Regions from separate parts of the Sus scrofa genome. Here regions 1 and 3 are each linked to region 2. A link is a contact called in public Hi-C data. All regions are on one chromosome and are shown on one strand. The core of a region is the stretch at or near the end of the contact, and the rest is flanking DNA. Distances in the headings are between cores, read along the strand shown.

Region 1 (4,410 bases), core at 868-3,367, 550 kb before region 2:
CCAAGAGAAAGCAGCTAGCCAATGAGAGAGCCCAGTTTCATAAAAGCTGCTCTCTGATTGGCCGGATGAGAAAGGGCAATGGGAACAAAGAAAAGTCCCTTTCAGGTATAGAGGCTGAGAGCTCCTTTTGCTCCACTCCCCCTGTGTGTGTGTTGTGTTTCAGTCCTGATTTCAGTGTTGCAGAACAAGCTTGTTGTGTGTGTGCACCAGGGGGATTTTTCTTTTTTTTTAATTTTAATTTTTGCTTTTATAAAAAATACACAGGACGGTCTGTGACATTTGATGGTCCATCTTCTTTAATAATAAATTTGTTGAAGAGATTATAATTTCCAAAATAAAGCGGCTGCAACTAAACACATTCAATGCAGTTAGAAGGAAAAGGTCAACTCGATCCAATACAGACCGTAAGTACGGTTGCGTGGTGTGTCTCTATATAGCACTTAGCGGGGACTTCATGCAGGGGAATGTGCGAGTTTTATGCATTGAAATGAGGAACTAGTTACAGGGTTTGGCTTTTGCATTGAGAACAACAACCCAAGAAGGGTGAATTTTTATTCAGTGGAGGGTGAAGCATTTGTAACTTCTTCACACAAATTAAGCTTGACTGGGCACTTGGGGTAACTTAGAGTAAATTACCTTTTGGGCTCTAACCCAAGGAGAATAAAAGTGACACAGTTACAAATCCTGATCTGCAGTGTCCATTCTCTAGCGCACCTCACCCCACCCTCTCCTATCCTAGCTGGGCAGGACCCTCTTCCAAACCGAGCCAGGAAAATGGGGGCAAGGGCAGAGCAAGCCGATTTCTGTCTCTTGTCACATCTAGTGCCCAATAATTTAATATTAAACAAGGGAATAGTCACCCATTACATGTAATGGTTATAATTACCGTTTTCCACCTCCTTAAAAAAGCAAGCAGCAAAAACACCATTAAGGAGAAAAAAAAAAAAAAGCCCCACCCAACCCAAACAAACCCACAAATAGTAACAATGGTGTGTTTATTACAGGACCTGCCTAGGGAGCTAGCAAAATGTTTTTCTTTGTTTAAGACATTGGTGGGGGGGGGGTCCCTAAAATCCAAGTAGCTTGGAAGTGCCCTCCCCGCTCGCCTGGTCGTCCCCATCCCGGCCCCTTGGGAAAGCCGACAAATTGGAGATAAGTTGAGGAAAGGTTTATAAGGTGTTTCTTTAAAACATCTGCTTTGCTCTTGTGCTCATTACATTTCACTCCTTCCGAACTTCCGAGCCTAGATCTGCGAGAAATGTTTCACATTCATAACTTGTAGCTGCTCCCACTGCAAGGGCGGGGGTGGGGGGAGGCGGCGGTGGGGAGAGTGTGTGCAGGGGGAGGGGAGAGACCTTCAGCTTTTTTTTTAAAGACCAGATCAGTATTTTCTTGATACGCTTGTCACCATTTTTGTTCTCACGACAACCAATTGAGCCCTTGATCCTCACGTGATGTGAAAGGCTTGCACTGTAACAAAATCGCTTCTTTTAGATGGTTGGTTGTTGCTAACTCGCCCATCCCCCTCTCCCAGCCCCGACATTTCCAGCAAAGCGACTCTCCACTTCCAATCCATCAACAATTCATTACTGCTTTTAGCTTCCAAACGCCAGCTAATTAAAAATACTAAGCCAAGCTCTGGGGCCATCTGACTAAACACAGGAGGGGGTGGGCGAGGGAGGAGGAGGAGAGAAAAATAAATAAAAAGGAGACGCACCGTTTGCTGCGACTATAAATGGGAAAAACTGTCCTGAAAAAGGTCGCCTTAAAAAAATCTTTTTTTTTTCCCCTCTAATTATCGAATTACCACATGACTGATTGACTTGAGCGACAGCAGATTTTTTTTTTTTTTCTCCCCCTCAGGGACTTATACTAGGAACTCGGTTCCTTTTTCTTAAAACAACATAAAACAGGAAAACATCACATCCTTTAGGTTTCGAAGACTGAACCAATTTTAAACGCCGTTATTTTCCCCACCCCGCCGACCCCCGCCCCGAGCGAAGGCTGTTAAAACTGGTTTATCAGCTCCCTGAATACTCTGCTCCCCTCCCCCTCGCACCTTTCTTGTTCTCCTCTTGCCGGGCTTCTCGTCCCCCCCCTTTCCTCCTCCCCCCTCCCCACCCCCCGCGTCCCCCTCCTTTCCTCTTAAGTTAGTTCAAGAAATCAAATCTGTCAGGACGGGCGGAAAAATGCCACTTCCCGACTAACAGGCGGAATCCAGCCCAGATTTTCAGTCCTTTCTTCTTATTCTTTCTTCCCTTTCACTAATTTATCCCGATGTTAGCACATTCTGTCTTGTTACTAGCGGACGCCTGTAGGTTTGCTACATGGGATCATTACTTACTGATCACGGTGACTCTGAAGTCTGGAACTGAAGGCGGAATGAGAAGTTGGGAAAACTTTTTTCTCTAAGCTCGCTCTCTTTTTTTAAAAAACTATTATTCTCGATGCTTGTTAAGAGGAAAAAACCCTTTTGGTGCTTCTGTTGTGAATGTGAAACATTATCTTCCAGCTGTACAGTGACACATTTTTTTAAGGAGAAAAGGACTGATTCGTTTGCCAAAAGGGGGATGGGGAGGTGGAATAATGTTATCGAGTGATTATTCTGGCTGAGATGTGTTATTTGGTTCCTTCCTTCTTGATCATTTGGTGTTTAAGTAAAATGAGGCACAGGCTTGTTTGCCGAGTGGAGTGGGAAAGGCATTTTGATTTGCTGGCCTAATTAAAAAATGATAAAGGATTAAAGGTAAGCAATGTCTGTGTGTGTGTGTGTGTGTGTGTATGTATATTTATTTTTTTTTTCTTGACAACTGTTAAAAAGGGGCTGATCCCTTTAAAAACCGTTTTAACTGATCTTTGTCAAACACACACTCATTTGCGGTCATTGAGGCCACCTTGGCGCAGATCACTTAAAGTGTATGTCTTAATCAGTTTCCCGTACAGTCAGTAGCACCATATTTAACAGACTGAGCAAGTCTGTGACCTAGGAATACGGTAGAATTGTTTAGATGTAATTTTTTTTCTCTCCAAAGGCAGATATTTAGCCTTTTATTTAACACTGTCTTTTCTTTAATAGAGAAATGCTCTTAAAGACGTGTGTATATTTCAAGAATAAAATTGTATTAACTGTTGGGAAAGACAGGATAGGAGAGGGGGTATGGGTATGGGGGGGCGTATTGGTTGTTTGTTTTTTTTTTCTTTTTTTTTTGTTTTTTTCCTGTTCCTTACTGGGAACAAAAACAGATTGCCCAGACAATTTGTAAAAAGAAGTAATAAAATTAGAAATGAGAAGAATTTAGTAACATCATTCTGAAACTAGTCTCAGAGAACTTCCAGGGTCTGGTCTTTTAAATTGCAAGATCTAGGACATGTTTAAGGATGTTTAAAGCGTGTTCCTTCCTCTTGTCTGAGTGTTCAGGCTGTGTTTCTGGGGTTGTTATCATGTGTATGTGCCAGAAAGAAAAAATCCTAAACTCTCTTTTTTTTTTTTTTTTAAACCTTTCTGGACTTGACTCAGATCCTTAAGATATTTTGATGCCTTTAAAAAAGTGATTATCCTTGTGCTGTTCATAAAGGGTTTTTCTTTTTTAGCTACTGTGAGATGCTTACTGTCATGGGTATGTTTTTCGGGTTTGGTTATTTTCCTTTAAACCTGATATTGGACTGTGGAGACAATACATGAACCACTTTACTCTCCATCCTTCCCTGTACCCCTTACTGACTCCCCAGTATTAATCGTTTTTTATTCTGGTAACACCCAGACAAGAAATATTCGACTTTTCCCCCCTTCACAGGAAAAGGTGGACCTGGACTGAAGGGTGTAAAAATCCCTGGACACATTCCTGGGGCAGGAAAAAGAAGAGGAAGATTAGAAGATTTTTTTTTTTTTTTTTTTTTTTTTAAGAGAAAGCCCAGCGGAGCTAAACGAATGTCCCCTCATCTCCAAAGGAAAGTTCATCGGATTTTTATTCTAGAGAGCTCATCTTCAGGATGTCAGTGAACATTTCTACGGCAGGAAAAGGTGTGGATCCAAATACGGTTGATACTTATGACAGTGGCGATGATTGGGAAATCGGGGTTGGAAATTTAATAATTGATTTGGACGCTGATTTGGAGAAGGACAGACAGAAATTTGAAATGAATAATTCCACCACCACCACTAGCAGCAGCAACTCCAAGGATTGTGGAGGTTTGGCCTCAAGTGGGGCCGGTGCTACCGCAGCCTTAGCTGATGGCCTAAAATTTGCTTCTGTTCAGCCCTCTGCTCCCCAGGGGAATTCACACAAAGAGACCAGCAAATCAAAAGTGAAAAGGAGTAAAACTTCTAAGGATGCTAATAAATCTCTGCCTTCTGCTGCCTTGTATGGGATTCCCGAGATCAGCGGCACTGGCAAGAGGCAGGAAGTCCAA
Region 2 (4,017 bases), core at 597-3,096:
ACCAATGTCTCTAAGCCTTCTCTTCTGATATACAAAATGGAAGGAAAACACTTAGGAAATACTGCACAGAAGCAACCTGGCATTCTTATCTCACAGTCTAGGCTTTGCTCTCCTACAAGCCTTGCCTTGCCATTCCTTGCAAACATGAGTCAGTAATTCAGACTTATAGTTTAGTTGTTAGCACCAGAGGAGTGGCTAGCGTTGGAGTCTCTAAATTGAGACCTGAGCTGAATACTGTTGTCCAAGCTTCCGAATCCAGGATTATTCCCTCACCAGCTCTTCTCCCCTCACTGACTGTGGTATGTTGGTTAGTCAGCGGATAATGAGGTGTTGGAAGAGCACCTACTCTGACACCAAAAGGAACCACTGTGATCTTAACTGCTTTCTCCTTACGCTGAATGAAGACGTGCTCCATTTACAACAGTGTATTTTAACTCCGCTGTTTTTTAAACTTGGCCTTTGTCTACATGGCCTAGTGTCTACACCATCTCTTGCTTAGCCCAAGGGCCCAAACATTTCTATTTGACCTACAGTTATTAACCTACAACTATAAATACCCATTAGGTTATTACAGTGCTAATTTAATTTCTTCCAAATGAGAAACTCTGAGTATGAAAATTGAAAGCATGTCTAGAAGGTTGGCCAGGTGTAGCCAGATTCTTTGATGTTGATCCCCTTCCCTGGATAGTTGTAGGTTCATAAAAGCTCAGTAATCTTTGAAAACTTTTCTGTCACCATTGATTCTGTTAGAATTTTTTACTGAATTTCTCACATAAACATTACATTATGAAAATAATCATTTCAGTGACAAAACGAGGTTTCAGGCTTATAATTATTATATTTTTCCCATTGCAATGTCTTCAATAGTTATTTCGTTCACTAGAAGTGAGTTTTGTTATTGTCATCTAAAAGTAATATTTTCATTCTTCAAAACTGACACATGCACACCTGAATGTTTCCTCATTTGTCTCTCATACCACTTCTAAGAAGTCTCTTGGTTTTCTTGATCATCTTTGAATTTGATCTTATAATTCTGCTTGTAGCTCACTTTAACATAAACAGAAGAATAAAGGAAGTTGTCACCAACAGAGCAGTCCACAGTTAAACAAGGCAGTAATATGTTCTAAATGTCATGAAATATATTTTACTACTCTGGCGGGGTGTGAGATCCAGATGGCAAAAACTCTAGCAGTCAAATCTTGGTATATGTGGGAATCATTAGGGTGTTTTTAAAATGTGTAGGTTCCTGGTCTGATCGCTCATGTATTCACTACAGTAGGTTTAGGTGGGAGGCAGAAGTCTACACTTGAATTTTTATCATGCTCTTAGATGGTTCTGGTTTGGTTGGTTTGCAGAGCACTTTGAGGAAAAAATGCAAAAGTGTCTACTCATAATTAATCAGCCTCTTGATATATAATTTAAGTTTTTATTTAGTTAATCCTATAGGAGAAGAGCGTTGACTTTTGTGGCTTGGAACACAGATCTAAATTTGCGACTGAGAAAAACACTTAAGTGCCCACAGTGTCCTGTGTTTTGTCCTTTCAGTGCAGTTATGAATCAAACTGGAAGCCCTTTGAAAATTTCCAATAGGCTGTGAAACACACTTTAAGAATCACTTTTCTCAGCTGTCTTAAAATTATGGCTGGATGCCCAGAAGCTGATAGTTAACAAGCATGGAAATATATCTACTTGAAATCTTACAAGTAAAAACAACTTTGGGAAGCCAGTTCCCACTTTGGTACTTGGCACTGGATGAAAGTTTCACATCCACATTGGAGATCCTCATTCAAAGACAGAGACACTTCAATATTCACATTAATTTCTTTTACTAAAAATAACAGCCAAAGAATGTGCAGCTGAAGTTGATCCCTGGCGGCATTTAGTTTGTTTACACTCTGTCTTGGCTGTGCCCATTATACATGTCTGCAGCCTTTCCACATACTTAGAGGAGCCACATAGATTATAATCTAATTATAGGGAAGTATAAAAACAAATATCTCTGCAAGCAAATACTGAAATACTTTAAAGTCAACAAAAGCTATAATTGCTCAGATTTAAAAGCAGCATGTGAGTAAGCAAATACATAGAAAAGTGTAAAATTACGTGACCTCAGGTGATTTCTGTATTTCATTTTTATACTCTTAAAACATTTTTTATTGCAGAATAATTGACATAAAAATCTGCACAGATTTGAAGTGTATATGTTTATAAGTTTTAAGATATGTGTATGCCTGTGACACTACTGCCACAATTAAAGTAATGAGCAGATCTATCATTTCCATAAATTTCTTTGTGCCCTTTTGTAATCTTCCCACTTGCTCCTTGTTCTCTGTTCATCCTCAGGCAATCATTAATCTGTTTTCTGTCTTTACACATTAGTTGATATTTCCTAAGATTATATATATGGAATCATATAATATGTATTCCATTTTGTGATTTCTTTTATTCAGCATAATTATTTTGAGATTCATCTATGTTGGTGTATATATAACTTGTATGAAATAGTATACTTTGATTTTTCTTGTCCTGACCTTTGTGCTATTTTTGTCATACTTTTACATGTTATAAACCCCACTACATTATTTTCATTTTTTGTGTAAACAGTTATCTACTACAAATATCTAAATGATAAGAAAAAAGTATAATTTACCTATTTTCAGGTTTTGAAAATTTCTCTTGATTTTTTTTTTTCCCCTATTTGACCTAGGAATTATCTAGAAGTGTATTGTTTGGTTTCTAAGTGTTTGAAGATTTTAAAGTTATCATTTTGTTATTGATTTCAGTTTTATTCTCTGGTATTTGGAGGATGCACTCTACACAGTTTCATTTCTTTTACATTTATGGACTGGGATATGGTCTGTCATGGTATGTGTTTATTTCATACACACTTGAAAAGCATGTGCAATCTGTCCTTGTGAGGTGTAGTGCTCTATTAAGATGTTGATTTGATCCTGGTTGGTGTTGTTGAATTCTGTATTCTTGCTGATTTTCTGTGTAGCTGCTCTGTCAATTATTGGGAGAGTGGTGTTGAAGTATTCATTATGGATTTGTCCATTTCTCCTTTCACTTTTATCAGTTTTGCTTCATATATTTCATAGCTCTCTTGGTAGCTGCATACACATTTAAGATTGCTACATCTTCTTAGTCTATTGACCCTTTCATCATTACATAATGTTCCTTTTGGGGGCTGGTGATTTTATTTTTTTGTACCAAAGTATACTTTATTTAATCTTAATATATCCGTTTTTACTTTATTTTTCTTAGTGTTATATTTTTTCGGTCTTTGTACTTCCAACCTGACTGTGTCACTGTATTTGTAGTGAGTGTCTTGTAGACAGCATAGAGCTGGAAGCTTTTTTTTAAAAAAAAATTTAATTTGCCATTCTCTGTCTTTTAACGAATGTGTTCAGACCATTGAGATTTAATGTAGTTATTGATATGTTAGGGCTTCGGTCTGCCATCTTTATATTTTGTTTCTTGGCTCTGTTTCATTTCTCTTCTTACCCGCATTTTTGTGAGTTACTGAAACATTTCTTAGAATATTTTTTGGAGTTATTCATGTTTTTGAGTGCATCTCTTTGTTTGGCTTTTTTGGTGGTTAGATAGAGAATGAGAAAGAGAGAGAAAGAGAGATCTATATATTTAGAGCCACATCAGACAGTGTCATGATTTTTGCATCAGCCATGAAGCCTACTTTAGAAAACTCAAGAGGAAAAACAAAACCTTTTGTATTTCTCCATATTTTTATTTACCATGTTTTTCCTTCCTGATGTTCCAAGCTTCCATCTTTTATTGTTTCTTTTTGTTTAGTGAATTTCTTTAAGTCATTCTTTTAGGGTAAGTTTGGTGACAAATAATCTTAGTTTTTCTTCATCTGAATACTTTAACTTCTTTCTTTTAGAATATTTTTACTGGGTATAGGATTCTAGGTTGACAGATATTTCCTTTTAGAACTCGAAAAATGTTGTGCCACTTCCTTCCAGCCTCAATTGTTTCTGATGAGAAATCTGCTATAAT
Region 3 (3,959 bases), core at 1,053-3,552, 700 kb before region 2:
CTCTTTTTTTTTTAAATGTTTAGCAAAGGAGAGTTTAAAAACCAAGACAACATTCTTTTTCATTGAATTCATAAAAAGTGTCATTGTTTAATTTGCATTTTTAAATGCAAAAATAAAACACCAAGCCTTAGCAGAGAGAGCGATACCATCACCTGAGATTTTAGCTGTTGAATCTGCAAACGTGGTCATGGTTTAAATGAAAGAATTGCTTATTTACTGTTTGCGAATACTTTCCCAAGACAGTACAGACAAAGTGAAAAGCAACTACAGTAGGAAAGAGGAACCATATATATGCAATGACATGGCAACCTTTCTAACCTTTGAATTAGAATACAACCTTTTGATTTGTATTCCCAAAGCAATGAAGGATCTGGCTATTAAATTAAAATCACTGTTATACACAACTTGTCCTAGCTGAAAAGTCATATAGCAAATTGTGTTTTCAAATGAAGAGAGGCACCAAATTCTAATGGACCCCTGTCTGCACTAAATTTCCAATATTACGAAAGTATCCATCAGAAAAAAATAAGAATGACCCCCGTCCATGCCACCCAGAGCAATCCACAGATTCAGTGCAAGATGTCAATGGCCTCTTTCACAGAAATAGAGCAAACATTCCTGAAAGGTATAGGGAACCACAAAAAAGCCCATATAACCAAAATGATCTTGAGAAAGATGGCCGGAGGCATTACACTCACTGATTTCAAATTATATTACAAGGCTATAGTAATCAAAATAGTATGATTTTGGCACAAAAATAGATATCTAGATTAATGGAACAGAACAGAGAACCCCGGGGGGGGGGGGAGGGAGTCATGCCTATATGGTCAATTAATCTATAACAAAGGAGTCAAGAATATACAATGGATAAAGGACATTTTCTTCAATACATTGTGTTGGGAAAACTGGGCAGCCACATGCAAAAGAATGAAACTGTACCACTCTCTTAGACCATACACAAGAACTAACTCAAAATGGATTAAAGACTTGAACAAAAGACCTAAAACCATAAACTTCTAGAAGAAAACATGGGCGGTCAGCTCCTCGATATCAGTCTTGGGGATGATTTTTTGGCTCTGACTCCAAAATCAGAAATAAACAACCCGGCAGATACCAAAACCAAAAAACATCTGCACAGCAAAGAAAACCATCAATGAAATGAGAAGACAACCTATGGACTAGAAGAAAGTACTTGCAAATTGTATATTGGATAAGGGGCTAATAGCTAAAATATGTAAAGAGCTGATACAGTTCAACAGCAGCAAGAACAAAACCAACCAATTAAAATAGGGGCCAGGAAACTGAAGAGATATTTTTCCAAAGAAGACATAGTATATGAAAAGATGCTCAGCATCACTAATCATCAGGGAAGTACAAATCAAAACCACAATGAGATATCACCTCACGCTGTTAGAATGGCTGTGAAATAACAAGTGTTGGCAAGGATGTAGAGAAAAGGGAATCCTTGTGTACTGTGGGTGGGAATGAAAATTGGTGCAGCCACTGTGGAAAACAGTATGGAGGTGCCTCAAAAAACTAAAAATGGAATTACCATATAACCCAGCAATTCTGCTTCTGGGTATTTATCCAAAGATAAATGAAAACATTAACTGGAAAAGATAAATGCACACCCATGTTAACTGCAGCATTATTTCCAATATGTGTGACATGGAAACAGCCTAAGTATCCATTGATGGATGAATGGATAAAAAAATATGAGATACATAGATACAAACATACACATACATACATATATCATATATATGTGTATACATATACACACATATGTATGTAATTCAGCCATAAAAAAGAATAAAATAATATCATTTGTGAAGCTATGGAATGACCTTGAGAGCATTACACTAGGTGAAATAAGTCAGACAAATACTGTATAATCACACTTATATGTGGCATCTTTAAAAAAAAAAAAAAAAGCTCATTGGTACAAAGAACAGATTAGTGGTTGCCAGGGGCAGGGGTGGAGGTTAAGCAAACGAGTAAAAGGAGTTGCTAAAAGAATCAATCGTAAAAGTTTTCATCATACACAAAAAAATGGTAACCCTGTACAAGGATGGATATTAACTAGACTTACTGTGATCATTTCATAATATATATCGAATCATGATGTTGTACACCTGACACTAATATAATGTTCTGTCCATTATAGCTCATTAAAAAAAAAAAAAATCAAATGCCCCACATTGCCTGGCTCCTCTGGAACACTGCTGCTGGGCTGTAACTGACCATGCCGAGAGGCAACTGCCCAAGCCTTTGACATCGTCACTTGAACCATTCACGTCAGCTCTGTGTGTTACTGATTTAGCGTTTTGCGCCTGCACTGGGCTGATCTAAACGACTGAGTCAGTGACTGCATCCAGGCAATTTGAGAAAAGTAGTAAACACAGCAGCTTCATTGCTGAGATCCCAGGGGTGCCCTCCCAGACCCAGTAGGAAAACCTCTGCTGAGACTCGCAGGCGGCGATTTGGCTCCCCATCTGGATTTTACCTCTGCCGAAAAATGCCACCAGGAAAACCTTTCCCCTTCCCACTGCTCTGCAGGTTTTGGCAATGGATGGCTCCTTTGCCCTACGGGTGCAGTGTTGGCCTTCTTGAGCCAGAAGAGCACAGTCTGAAAATAGAAACAGGGGCTGTTTTGTGGCCATTGAATAGGAAGGCTAATAATAGCATTGCTTCATTGTTTGGCAAGGACTTCAGGCTACCCCAGCCAAGGAGCAGCACACTCTGCAGTAACCAAATCATAAAATTTCTCCAGGGAATGGTGCAGCTTTTCAGAACATGTTTTATATTCTGGGATTGCTCGGGAAGGAAATAGTTGAGAAGTTGTTTTGACATAAGTGTGGTTTGTTTCCAATTTGAAGGCAGAGGGAGGGGCTGGAGAGATGAGCCAGGAGGTCAGTCGCAGAAGGGATGCAAAAAAAAAAAAAAAAACGTGTCGTTAAGGAGTTCCTGACAGGTGGTGAGAGGGCTGTAGCTCTGGAGCCCAGGCCTGGCGGGGTGTCTGTCCCCGTTGGGTTCCCAGTGTGCTCTCAGCATCGCCTTTCACACTCCTGTAATGTTTATTTCTGTTGAACTTAAAGGATGACCTTTTCCAAACTGCAGTACATTGTTGACCCACATGCATTTCTGAGACCTAATTTCCCTGAATGCCTTCCTTGTTCCTGCCGAAGAGAACTCTGTTCGAGAAAATAGGAAGAGGCTGAGGATAAAGAGCGTTGGCATGGAAATCTTTGAGGCATTGAATCCTGCCTGCTATTAATAATTTAGAAGTGTTTTTAATGCCCTGATAGGGAAGGAAGGTTTTTTTTTGACACCAAAGGCATCTAAATATTAATTTCAGAGGAATTGGTTGTTACAAGCAGTTAACATCCATTTTGTTAGTTGACCTCCTGAGGAAGGTTAATGCACTAAAATCTGGTCATTAAGTATAGTAACAAATGTTTTTTCAGGGAGGTTATTACTATCATAAACTCTAATCCATGGTTCACAGGCAGCAGCCTCTAGTGCAGTGCTCTGACTAATGAAGAATTAACTATTTCTGAGCAGTTAATAAAGATTTTTTCCCCCCACCAATCAACATACTCTACATGATCCTTATAATTACTAAAAGCATTAAGCTCTGGGTATGAGTTGCCTGCATGTCAGACCGGAATTCTGTTCTGAGTAAATGACAAATGGCAAACCTAATCCCATTCCACTTAATTTTTTTTTTCCCCGAACATGTTCACTGAAATAAGAAATAATGGAATTCCTAAGTATGAGAAAAAGATGGTCCAGTACAAAGCATTTGCTAAATGAGAATTGATGAGGTCTTTAGTCATATTTTATTGTGATGGAAGATTTTATGCTGTGCTTTAGTTCTTGCTAGAATTGAGAAGTTAATTGGCTACAAACAGGGCCTCTTTGCCCATTGGTTTGTTTTATTTTGTTTTTCCTGGATT

What was found. Hi-C and Micro-C count contacts between places; a contact is called where the count stands out from the background.
Region 1: a contact with region 2 is called in a Hi-C map of skeletal muscle, with 4 times the contacts expected there. The contact joins the promoter of ZNF608 here to the enhancer-like site in region 2. A contact is called at or near these places in 10 of 47 Hi-C or Micro-C datasets (alveolar macrophages, brain, embryonic fibroblasts and 6 more) and 1 of 2 datasets of contacts at active chromatin or transcription factors (skeletal muscle).
Region 3: a contact with region 2 is called in a Hi-C map of skeletal muscle, with 5 times the contacts expected there. The contact joins two enhancer-like sites. A contact is called at or near these places in 2 of 47 Hi-C or Micro-C datasets (psoas muscle and skeletal muscle) and 1 of 2 datasets of contacts at active chromatin or transcription factors (skeletal muscle).

The regions. Positions count from the first base shown.
Region 1 is chr2:128,154,476-128,158,885 of Sscrofa11.1, reverse strand. ZNF608 (zinc finger protein 608) reads left to right here and starts at 2,117. Exons shown (of 13, transcript XM_005661601.3): 1 at 2,117-2,746; 2 at 3,795-4,410. The coding sequence starts at 3,991.
Region 2 is chr2:127,602,215-127,606,231 of Sscrofa11.1, reverse strand. No RefSeq gene overlaps it. Among named protein-coding and RNA genes, the nearest start is that of ZNF608, 550 kb to the left of the region's middle. Within about 2 kb of position 1,846, at least 2 of the 83 cell types and tissues checked have an H3K27ac peak or open chromatin away from gene starts, as enhancers often do. A contact at or near this core is called in skeletal muscle, where this site is marked.
Region 3 is chr2:128,307,459-128,311,417 of Sscrofa11.1, reverse strand. LOC106509541 (a long non-coding RNA gene) reads right to left here. Exons shown (of 3, transcript XR_001307170.2): 1 at 2,507-3,959. Among named protein-coding and RNA genes, the nearest start is that of ZNF608, 150 kb to the right of the region's middle. Within about 2 kb of position 2,302, at least 11 of the 83 cell types and tissues checked have an H3K27ac peak or open chromatin away from gene starts, as enhancers often do. A contact at or near this core is called in skeletal muscle, where this site is marked.